2 separate regions of the Mus musculus genome follow, and region 1 is linked to region 2. A link is a contact called in public HiChIP or PLAC-seq data. All regions are on one chromosome and are shown on one strand. Each heading gives the region's core, a stretch centred on a gene start, on an enhancer-like site or on the middle of the called end of the contact. The rest is flanking DNA. Distances are from core to core; before and after follow the strand shown. Region 1 overlaps Ano10 (anoctamin 10). Region 2 has its middle 10 kb from the start of 1700048O20Rik.

Region 1 (4,541 bases), core at 1,791-4,290, 270 kb before region 2:
AAGCATGTGAGTCCTTCAAATGTAGCTGCTTTCCCCAGGGAGCAGTCTGTTGGTTGCCACTGACCTCATCTGTTTTCTAACAAACTTTAAAGTCTGTACATCTTGTTTCCCCACCAGATGTAAGAAGCGTGGCAGAGGTGGAAAGCTTTGATACATGTGTTTTATGATGGTAAAAAAGAAATTATTCAAGGAAAAGATGTACCATTGGCATCATCAGTTGAGAGATGGTTTCCTGTAGCTGTTGAGCTTGGAGCTTCCTGGGGAAGAATTACTCCAGACATAGGCTGTGTTATAGTCGGAGGAGGGGCACTGAGTGACGAGCAGCCGGGTCAAAGCCCAGCCTGCATATGTTTTTAAAGCATCAACTGCTAGTCCTTGACTTGTGAATTCCCTCTATTCATTGTATCTGCATATTGGATGTAAGTAGCCACTACTGAATGCTCATCATGCATAGGACACACCTCATTGTTGTTGCAGACAAGGCTCTCAGTGTGCTGTCACCAGTTCACCATTCGGCTGCCTCAGCAGCCAAGGCCGGCTGGGGTTATAGACGGGCTCTGTTGAGACACACCCTGTGAAAAACACATTCTTAAACTTTTAATTGCTAAGATTGGGGATCCTTTAAAACAGAATAAGCTATGCTGTTTTTCCTACTGACTTACATTGCCTGGGGGTCTCAGAGATATGACATGTGCTACCATAGACAAGGGATTGTAACAAATGAAGTGGTTGCAAGACTAGGGAACATGGGGTTCTAGAGAAATCTCTAGGAACTGCACGTTTGCTCATCTCTTTCTCTCAAGATTAGAAAGCAGAACACAGGGAATGTTTGAATTCAACAATTATTTTAAATACCACCTAATTAATAGGAAATAATAATACTAATAATGGTTCTGAAACATAAATAGCAATATTGTAATGCAAAATGAAAACGCAGGTAGTTAAAACTTCTCCCCAAAGATATTCAGTTAGGCCCCTGTGTCCATGGGTTGACTCTGCCCCCGGGCATTGCTCCCTAAGCTGTACTGTTCACACAGCAGTAGGTACTGGCAGTTGACTAAGGGAGGGTGTGTGGGTCAGATGCTGGGTTATTTGTGCAAGGACTCTGGGTCCCTGGAGCCAATCCTTCACTGACCCTGAGTTGCTTGGACCATATATGATGGTTGAAGTTTAAGCATGAAGTAGGTCAAACATTATCTACATTGCAGGAGTGGCAAGTGTTAAGAGCAGAATAGCCCTGCTGCATGATCCTGCTCAGCCCCTGCGTTTACTGTGTAAGAACACGTGTGCCTGTGCTTGTCAGTTGCAAGAGGGACTCCAGTGGTCTGTGCCTGCCAGCATTTATACCTTTGTAGAATCTCTGTGTCCCTGTGGTTCTGTGTACCCAGAACAATACTGCAGCCATGATGGCATGTCTCTTCTAGGCTAGGTTATAAAGACAAAGCCTCTGGCTTCCTGGCTCCTGAATCACTGGCTCTTGGGAAGAGATAGCTGCCAGGTCATAAGGACACTCAGGTAGCAGCAGAGAGCCCCACATGACAAGGAACATGGCCTGCTGCCAACACCACTGAGCGGCTCAGATTCTCTGCACCAGGACTTGGCAACTTTTTCTCTGTAAAGAACAGATAGTAAACAGTCCCAATTGTGTACTCTGCCACAGGTACTGTGTACAAGTACGGCCGTGTACTCCCTGTCACAAGTACTGAGTTCTGTAGACAGTTTGTCAACAGAAAAGAACGGCTCTGTTCCAAAAAACTTCACTTAGAAAGCAGATTGCAAGAGGGTGTATTGAGCTGCAGTTCCCCCCTCAGCCTCAGGCCAGCTTGGAGGCTGCAGTCTGACTCCACTCTGAGGCTTCTCAGAAGCTCTGCTCCAACCAAAGCTGCCCAGCCACTTCCAAATTCCTGACCCACCTTAAGTGTGAGATAGTGATTTGGTAAGCCACTGAATTTTGAAGTGACGTGTTATGCACCAGCAATCCAGAAAAAGAGGCTAGTTGGGTGATCCAAGGCCCAAGTTTTGCCCAAGTTAGCTGTTGACGAAGCTGGACAGTAGGTAGACTGAGGTTCTTTCTCTTTGTAATTAACACAGAAAGGTTTGTCTAAAATCAAACACCCACCCCAGGCCTCTGGCTCTGAGGGCCTCTGTTCTCTTAGCTCCCTTCATAATTTTCATAAAGATTACATAAAGACATGCCATCATTGCTGCATTATCTGAATACACAGAACCAGAGACTCACAGTGGGCAGGGACGCCACAGAAGCATAAATAAAGAGTCACTGATCACAGGGCCAGCGGACATCCTACCAGAGGCTGGGCCTCCTCCCTGGAGTCAAGAGGCGACGGGATCCCTGATGTTTTCTCCACCACTCTGGGCCACCTGAGTCCCTGGCCTCCATCCAGTACAGTTCTTGGGACTTAGACGACACTGTCACTGTTGACCCACCCCTGGAGCCCGCCTCTACCTCTTTGTGCTATACACTAGTCAGAACCAAGAATTGTTCGCTGCTGAAATATGATAACACCTGGGATTTACAGTCCAGTCAGTGTCTCTATAGGTTATGCTCCAGCAGTTCATCTCAGGCAGTCCTCACAGGGCCTGCACATACAGACCTGCCAAGTCTCATTCCAACCTTTATTTCATTCTACGATATTTTATTTGTTTAAAGACAGGGTCTTAATTCTGTAGCCCAGGCTGGCCTTGTCTTTACATCTCCTGTTTCAGCCCCTGAGCACTGGGATTACAGGAGCAATAACTAGCTTTATAGGCAAATAAAGTTCTGCCTATAAAGTATACGAAGTGGATGTTTGAAGTAACCTGTCTGTTGTATGAATCCACATATTCCCCTCCCTAGACTGGGTTGCGAGTGGCTGATGAGTTGTTCTGGTGAGGCTAGGGTCCTGGAGCTGGGTGATTCTGATCCTGTGGTTTCTGGAATGATCATGAGGTAAGATTCAGGCTGTTTCACTGTGACAAGGTTCCTGGACAGGTGACCAGGTGCTCTGGGAAATAACACTGACAGAGAACAGGAAGTGAGTGAGACCATGGGAGAGCAAACATCAGAAACCCGGACCATTTCCTGTGTGTAGGCTGCAGCAGCCCATCCTCCTCCCCCCCCGCACCCCAAAAATCCTCCTCAATGTTGTTCCCGGTTTCAAAGGCGATGGAGAGAAAGCCATTGCCTCCTGGTCACCTGGGAGGTGGTTTGGTCCTACTTTCTTGCTGGCTCTCCACTTAGAGCCCTCAGGGAAGTTCTGCCAGGAAACAGTCACTCTCTAAGGTAGATCTTGACCCCAGGCCTGTGTTGGGGAAAGGCATGGCCTCCTGTGTGTGTTTTGAAAAGTGGGTGGCTGTCTAGAGGCTGTCCACCCCCACTCAGGTGCCTGAGCCTCCCTCCTGCAGGAACATTCACTTGTCTGTCTTTGTTGTCTTGGCAAAAACTGATAGGCATATTGCTAATTTGCAAGTCTGGGTTTCCTGACAACGACAGAAAGCAAACTGGCACATGCCTGAGAGGCAGCTCCCGCCCTGTCTGCTCTCACACGGGGTAGAGATTGTTTTGATTCGAGACAGAGTAAAACTAGATTACTTTTGGAAGGGATGGGGGTACGGAACTAATGTGTTGACTTTTTTCAAGTGTGAACTGTACAAAACTTTTTTTGCACTTATTTACTTATGTGTCTGTTAATGTATGTATGTAGGCCTTTTTCCTGGTAACAGCAGGCAAAGTGAAGACAGAGCCAACCAGCCCTGCTCTTCCTCATGGTTCAGCCCACTCTGGATCTTAATGACTGTTCTCAAGAGAAAGCACTCTTCTTCATATGTGTGTGCATGTGTGTGCGTGTACATGTATATACATGTATGTGCATGGTCCTGTGGTGCCAGGGATGGAACTGCTACCACAGAGATTCACAGAGCCTTATCACTTCATCTTGAGATAGGATCTTGCTAAATTGCCTATGCTGGCTTCTGACTTGAGATCTTTGAGCTGCAGCCCATAAGTAGCTGAAAAGTAGCTGGGTCTGTGTGTGCACAGCCTCTCCTGGCCTAATTCACTTCTAAGTGTTGCTGTGCTATAGGATCCCAAATGTAAATGGACCCTAGGAAGTTAAGAGACGCAGCAGGAAGTAGAAAGAGGAGCAGTGGCTTCTTCCTTCAAAGAATCCTCCAGTTATGAATGAAAAGTGAGGCACAAGGGCATATCTGGGATGACCTCCTTCCCCTTGACCTGGTGAGGTGAGCCTCCCCCAAAATGATGAGATAACCCCGTCCTGTTCTCCAGGGAGATTCCAGGTCTGTGCTAAGAGTCAGCATCTGGGCAGCTGGCGAAGAACACCTGCATTTAATTTGGCAGCATCCCTAGGTCAAGGGGTTCTGGGAGCATTTCTAAGCTTGTGACTCTGAGGACTGGGTCAGCTCTGCACTATGGTGTGTGTGTAAGAGACATAAAAACTTAACAAGTCATATTACCTTGGAATTGGCCAGATGATCTCTGAAGAACCCTCATGGCTATATGAATTGTGGGTTGGGATGACCCAGAG
Region 2 (4,793 bases), core at 747-3,246:
TTAACAAATATATGTTCCTCCATTCCAATTTTAATTATCCATATTAGCTTGTGTGTGTGTGTGTGTGTGTGTGTGTGTGTGTGTGTGTGTGTGTTCAGAGGTCTATACCTGGAGGCCTCGGTGTAGAGCTACAAGTTGCTAGACACAAATGAACCCAGCTGTATAGATACAGAGCCAAGCTGCAGGTCCAGTGTAGACACAGTGTAGACAGACAGGTGCATCAATGGATGGAAAGATGACAATTCTAGTGAGCCAAATTATATTCCACTCTCTCTCTCTCCCTCTCTCCCTCTCCCCCCCCCTCTCTCTCTCTGTGTGTGTGTGTGTGTGTGTGTGCATATATATATGCTAAATGTATATTTTAATCCCTCTGTTGGTTGCTGGCCTGAGGTGCTGCCACCTAGTGGCTATGGTGAGTAATGCCGCAGTGCACAGGAGCACTCAATGTTCTAACTCATTTCTTTTCAGTCTCTACTTAGAGTAGGAACATTTAGCTCTTGTGCTAATTTAACTTTTTGAGCAAATGCCACTCTCTGTTCTCATCAGCAGGACACCAGGGTTCCAGTTTCACCTCCGCACCCTCAGGCCTCCAGCTGCTTTCTGTTCCCCTTTAACAGCAGCCTGCCTGCTGGGTGTGAGGAGGCAGGCATGCCTTTTAATCATAGGAAATTTAAAGTAGCTAGAAATGAAAATCACAACACTGGCTTTCACTGTTGGCCACACACTTAGCTTTCACAAATCTTCCTTTCTTCGTGCATCTTTGTAACATTTACTCATTTGTGTGTGTGTGTGTGTGTGTGTGTGTGTGTGTTCGTGTGCACCACAGCAGGTGTGCGGGAGTTGAGTCCATGGGAGTCAGTTCTTACCTTCTACTGTGTGGGTCTCAGGGATTAGATTTAGGCATTAATTGCCTTTACCCCAAGCATCTCGCCAGCCATCACACAGCTTTATGTTATTATCTAACTTCATTTTGATCTAAAGGACACCCTGGAACACTTCTTGCCAGAGTGGTCTAGTAGGGGAGGTGCTTCCATACATTTGAGAATGCCTCTCCCTATGTATCTCTCTCCCTCCCACTTGGAATTATTGACCTTGGTGGTTTTTGGAGCCTCCTACCCTGGGCCCTCGTCAGCTTCCCTCCCTGGACCTGGCTTTTGACATTTGCTTATGATGTGAGTGACTGAACTTATCTTTTACTTATCAAATTTGGGTTTTTTTCAGATGGTGCTTCTTCAAATAGTCCTTGTTCGCCCTTCTCTGTTTCCTCTGGGAGTCTTGTTATGCATGTGTTGTTCTGTGTGGACACTGCCGAATCTCCTGCATACTGTCCGCTTGCTTCCCCCCTTGTCTTTGTCAGTTGTTCAAGTCAGTCATTCAGTCTGGCTCCTTACCTGCTGACCCCACTTTGACCCCTCTCACCTGCTGACCCCCGCCCCCCTTTGACCCCTCTGGCACGCTTCCCCTTACAGTCCCTTTTCGGCTCCTGAACTCCTTCTTTTGCTGTGTGATTTCTACTATTTTTCTTAAATCCGTTTATTTTTAGGGGCCTGGAAAGTGGAAAGAGAAAGCACACCTTCTGAAGTGCAGAGTGACTGAGCCGAGTAGAGGCAGACAGCTTGCTCCTTTGCCAATATTCTAATCGTGTTCATTCGTTGCTTTCCAGTTCTGGCTGGAACCAGAAATGCCCCCCTCGAGTTGTGTCCTGGCATACAGGTTGGATGCCAGGTAATGGACTATGAGGATGTAATTGAGCCGTACTGGCTCTGGACTCACCTGGGTTAATCCATTCATTGATGGATTCGTAATTGGATACCATCACTGAGAATGGTGGAAGGGGATTAAAGGAAGGTGTAGGTCCCCAGGGCATGCCCTGAGCCTGGCTGCTGTGAAGCAGGTGGCTCAAATCGTGGGCTACTTTTGATCTGTTCTATCTTTTCTCAGGCCCAAGCAACAGAACCAAAAGTAACGGAAGCTATGAGTCAAAACGAAACCTTTCTTCCTTTAACTTGTTTCTCTCGGGGATCTTGACACAGCTAAAACATTCTGCCCACAGTTTCCTGCAGACCCCTGAGGACCTTTAAGATCTCTGGGACCACGTCCTCTCTGAGTTTGACATTTTACATTTATTTAGGGTTTGGGCTACATCTGCAAAGGGAATCAATCAGCTTAGGAAGAAGTCTCCGATCCTCTCAGGTCTACCTGAGTCTCCCCCTGGACATGGTGGCCTCTCAACTATCAGCTGCCACGGCTGTTATTTGACACCAAGCAGAGCTCTTTATTCTAGAAACTGCTTCAGCCAGCAGTAAACCATGACGTGCAGCCTCTGGGTCTGCAGCTTTCTGATGGGGCAACTGTCAGCAGTCCAATACTTAAGAGGTCAAGGTCCTTATTGGGCAGTCTGGCTCCAGCAGGTACCCAGACACAGTCCACCTGCCTGTCATGGGGCTGAGCAGACATGGCCATGAAGCATGGGTCGCACTTTCCCTGGGAAGCAACTGGAGCTCCAAAGTAGCCACTGTCCAGGCGGAGGGATGCCCAGTGGTCCCACACCACCAACTTCTCCATGTTACTCTGGGATCTGCTGTCCAATGTGCTCTGAAAGCATCCCAGGCAGCTCTGTTCATCTCATCCTGCATAGCACACACTTCCTGGGTCTTTTCTCTCTGCAGAAGCAAAGCCTGTCTCCTTTCCTTCCCCTCTTTCCCTCTGTCACTGACAGTTCTACCTTGCCTCGTCCCTGGAGAAAAGACATTGATGCTCCCGTGCTTGCCCATCTTGGCTCACAAAGTTGCAGTTGCCCCCTCTGACGGTCAGGTGAGCTCCATTTACCCAGTGAGCCCCGGACACTTCAGCTTTGTCACCGAGTCATCTTTTCAGCTGTTCTGCCAGAGCACGGCAATTCCCAGGAAGACAGCGTTTCACCAAGAGGTGTCATTAAATACAGGCAATAGATACAAATCTTGCCTCTGCGTGGAGGAACAAGTTTCTCTGGCCGTCAAGTTCCCCACAAAGGTGTTTCACTGCAGGAAATATTGCCTAACGCCATGATCCCAGAAAAGGATTTCACAAAGCTCTTGAGTGGGTGTGGAGGACGAGGGGGCTTATATGTTCTGATTACTTCAAGCACTCTGAAGACCATGGCAGTAAGGGCTCTTCCTCTGAGGTTGTAAATAACTGCTAAGGACCCAGTGCTCCCTGAGGGCTTGCTGTGGTACTAAACCGAAGGTCAGTTTCCCAGATGGGATATCCAGATGTCCACTGACACCCAGGCTTCAGTCACAAGGTGCCCTGCAGTAAACAGACAGGACAGGCTGTCCCTCTGCACCTTAGCGGCTCTTTAAGGCCTTCCAAATGGTTCTCTTGACAGCAACATCTTCCCTTTTACAGCCTGGCCTTGTGAGTCCTCAGAGGTCCAACCCAAATACTCATCTTCCTTAAATACATTCCAACCCTATTCTGTTTCCTTTTAAAACTAATATTTTATCTATTATTCACAGTCTCATGCATGCATACAACGTGTCCTGGTAATAGTCCCCTACTTCTCTTTTATTTTATTTTATTACTTTTATTTATTCACTCTGGGATGAGAGCAACATGTGCCACAACAGTGTATGTTCGGAGGTCCGAGAGCAACTCTCAGAAATTAGTTGTCTCCTGATGGGGCCTGAACTCGGTCCTTCGAGCTTGGCAGCAGTACCGCCACTTGCTGATCATCTGGGTGACCCATTTTGCTGAACACTGAGTTCTCTCGGTGATTCCTCTCAGGTGAAGCTATCAAGTGCCAACAGCACCTCAGCTAGGATGTAGTCTCATGAGCAAGCACCCTGCCACCCATGTGGACACACTGACAGCTTGATCTTACGCAAGCACCCACAACTTCTGGGAGTTCCTGGATGCAATTGCCATATCATCCAGAAGACAGAATCTCACAGCCCTCCCCACCCTCTGGCTCTCCCATTCATTCTGTTCCCCATTCTATGGATGTTCCCTGAGCCTTCGGGGAGAGGTAGATGCTGACATTTCAAGTTGAGACTCAATGCTGACTTAATCTCGGTACTTTGTTCAGTTATGAGTCAACTGTGCCTACTACAAAAAGAAACTTCTCCAACCAAGGCTGCGAGCAGCTCTGTCTATGACCAAACTTGCTCCTTTTGATCTGAGATAGGACACTGGCCAGAGCCCAGCATTCAGTTCACACTGCATCCAGTTCACACTGCTTTACTTCACACTGTTTTCAATGGAGTCTACTCGATACAGTACTTATTTAGTTTTCTTGGTCAATTGTCAATCATTCTTTGAAGAGTAATTTTTAATCCTGAATGCTGGGATTAAAAGCGTGCCCCGCCATGCTCGGCCACGAATTATTTTCTAGTTTAGTTCCTGTCCCACATGAACAGTGACCCTGTTGTTCTGTCCGTGCCTCGAGGAACAGCCCTTATCTCTGTGCCCACCGTTCTCGTCTGTAACGTATGAATGTCTGAAGCAGTAGCTGGAGATGGTGTGGGATGATGATCCTCTCCCCAGCCAATGCTCATAAAACACTTGCTCTGTGCCACGGAGTGTGCTTGAGAATTCACTCCTAAAAACCAGTGCTTCCTTTATGGGACTTAGTCTGGCCAGGTGGAGCCAAGCAAGCCTTTAATTCCAGCACCCAGGAGCCAGAGGCAGGCAGATCTCTGTGAGTTCCAGGCCAGCCAGGGCTGCATAGTGAGACTCTACCTCAAACACCCAAACCTCCCCCTGCTCGTGGGAAACTTTTCCTCCCACTGGGTCCTTGTTCAGCCTTGGAATGA

The links. HiChIP or PLAC-seq counts read pairs in DNA pulled down with a chosen protein or histone mark.
Region 1: a BATF HiChIP or PLAC-seq map of CD8 T cells shows a contact between it and region 2, with 5 read pairs. The contact joins two enhancer-like sites. A contact is called at or near these places in 9 of 39 promoter capture datasets (the 3T3-L1 cell line, cranial neural crest, embryonic stem cells and 5 more), 1 of 484 Hi-C or Micro-C datasets (CD4 T cells) and 2 of 115 datasets of contacts at active chromatin or transcription factors (CD8 T cells and memory CD8 T cells).

Annotation. Positions count from the first base shown.
Region 1 is chr9:122,192,525-122,197,065 of GRCm38.p6, reverse strand. All of the region lies in intron 12 of Ano10 (anoctamin 10), which reads left to right. Among named protein-coding and RNA genes, the nearest start is that of Snrk, 78 kb to the right of the region's middle. Within about 2 kb of position 3,040, at least 39 of the 459 cell types and tissues checked have an H3K27ac peak or open chromatin away from gene starts, as enhancers often do. A contact at or near this core is called in CD8 T cells and memory CD8 T cells, where this site is marked.
Region 2 is chr9:121,924,409-121,929,201 of GRCm38.p6, reverse strand. No RefSeq gene overlaps it. Among named protein-coding and RNA genes, the nearest start is that of 1700048O20Rik, 10 kb to the left of the region's middle. Within about 2 kb of position 1,996, at least 81 of the 459 cell types and tissues checked have an H3K27ac peak or open chromatin away from gene starts, as enhancers often do. A contact at or near this core is called in CD8 T cells and memory CD8 T cells, where this site is marked.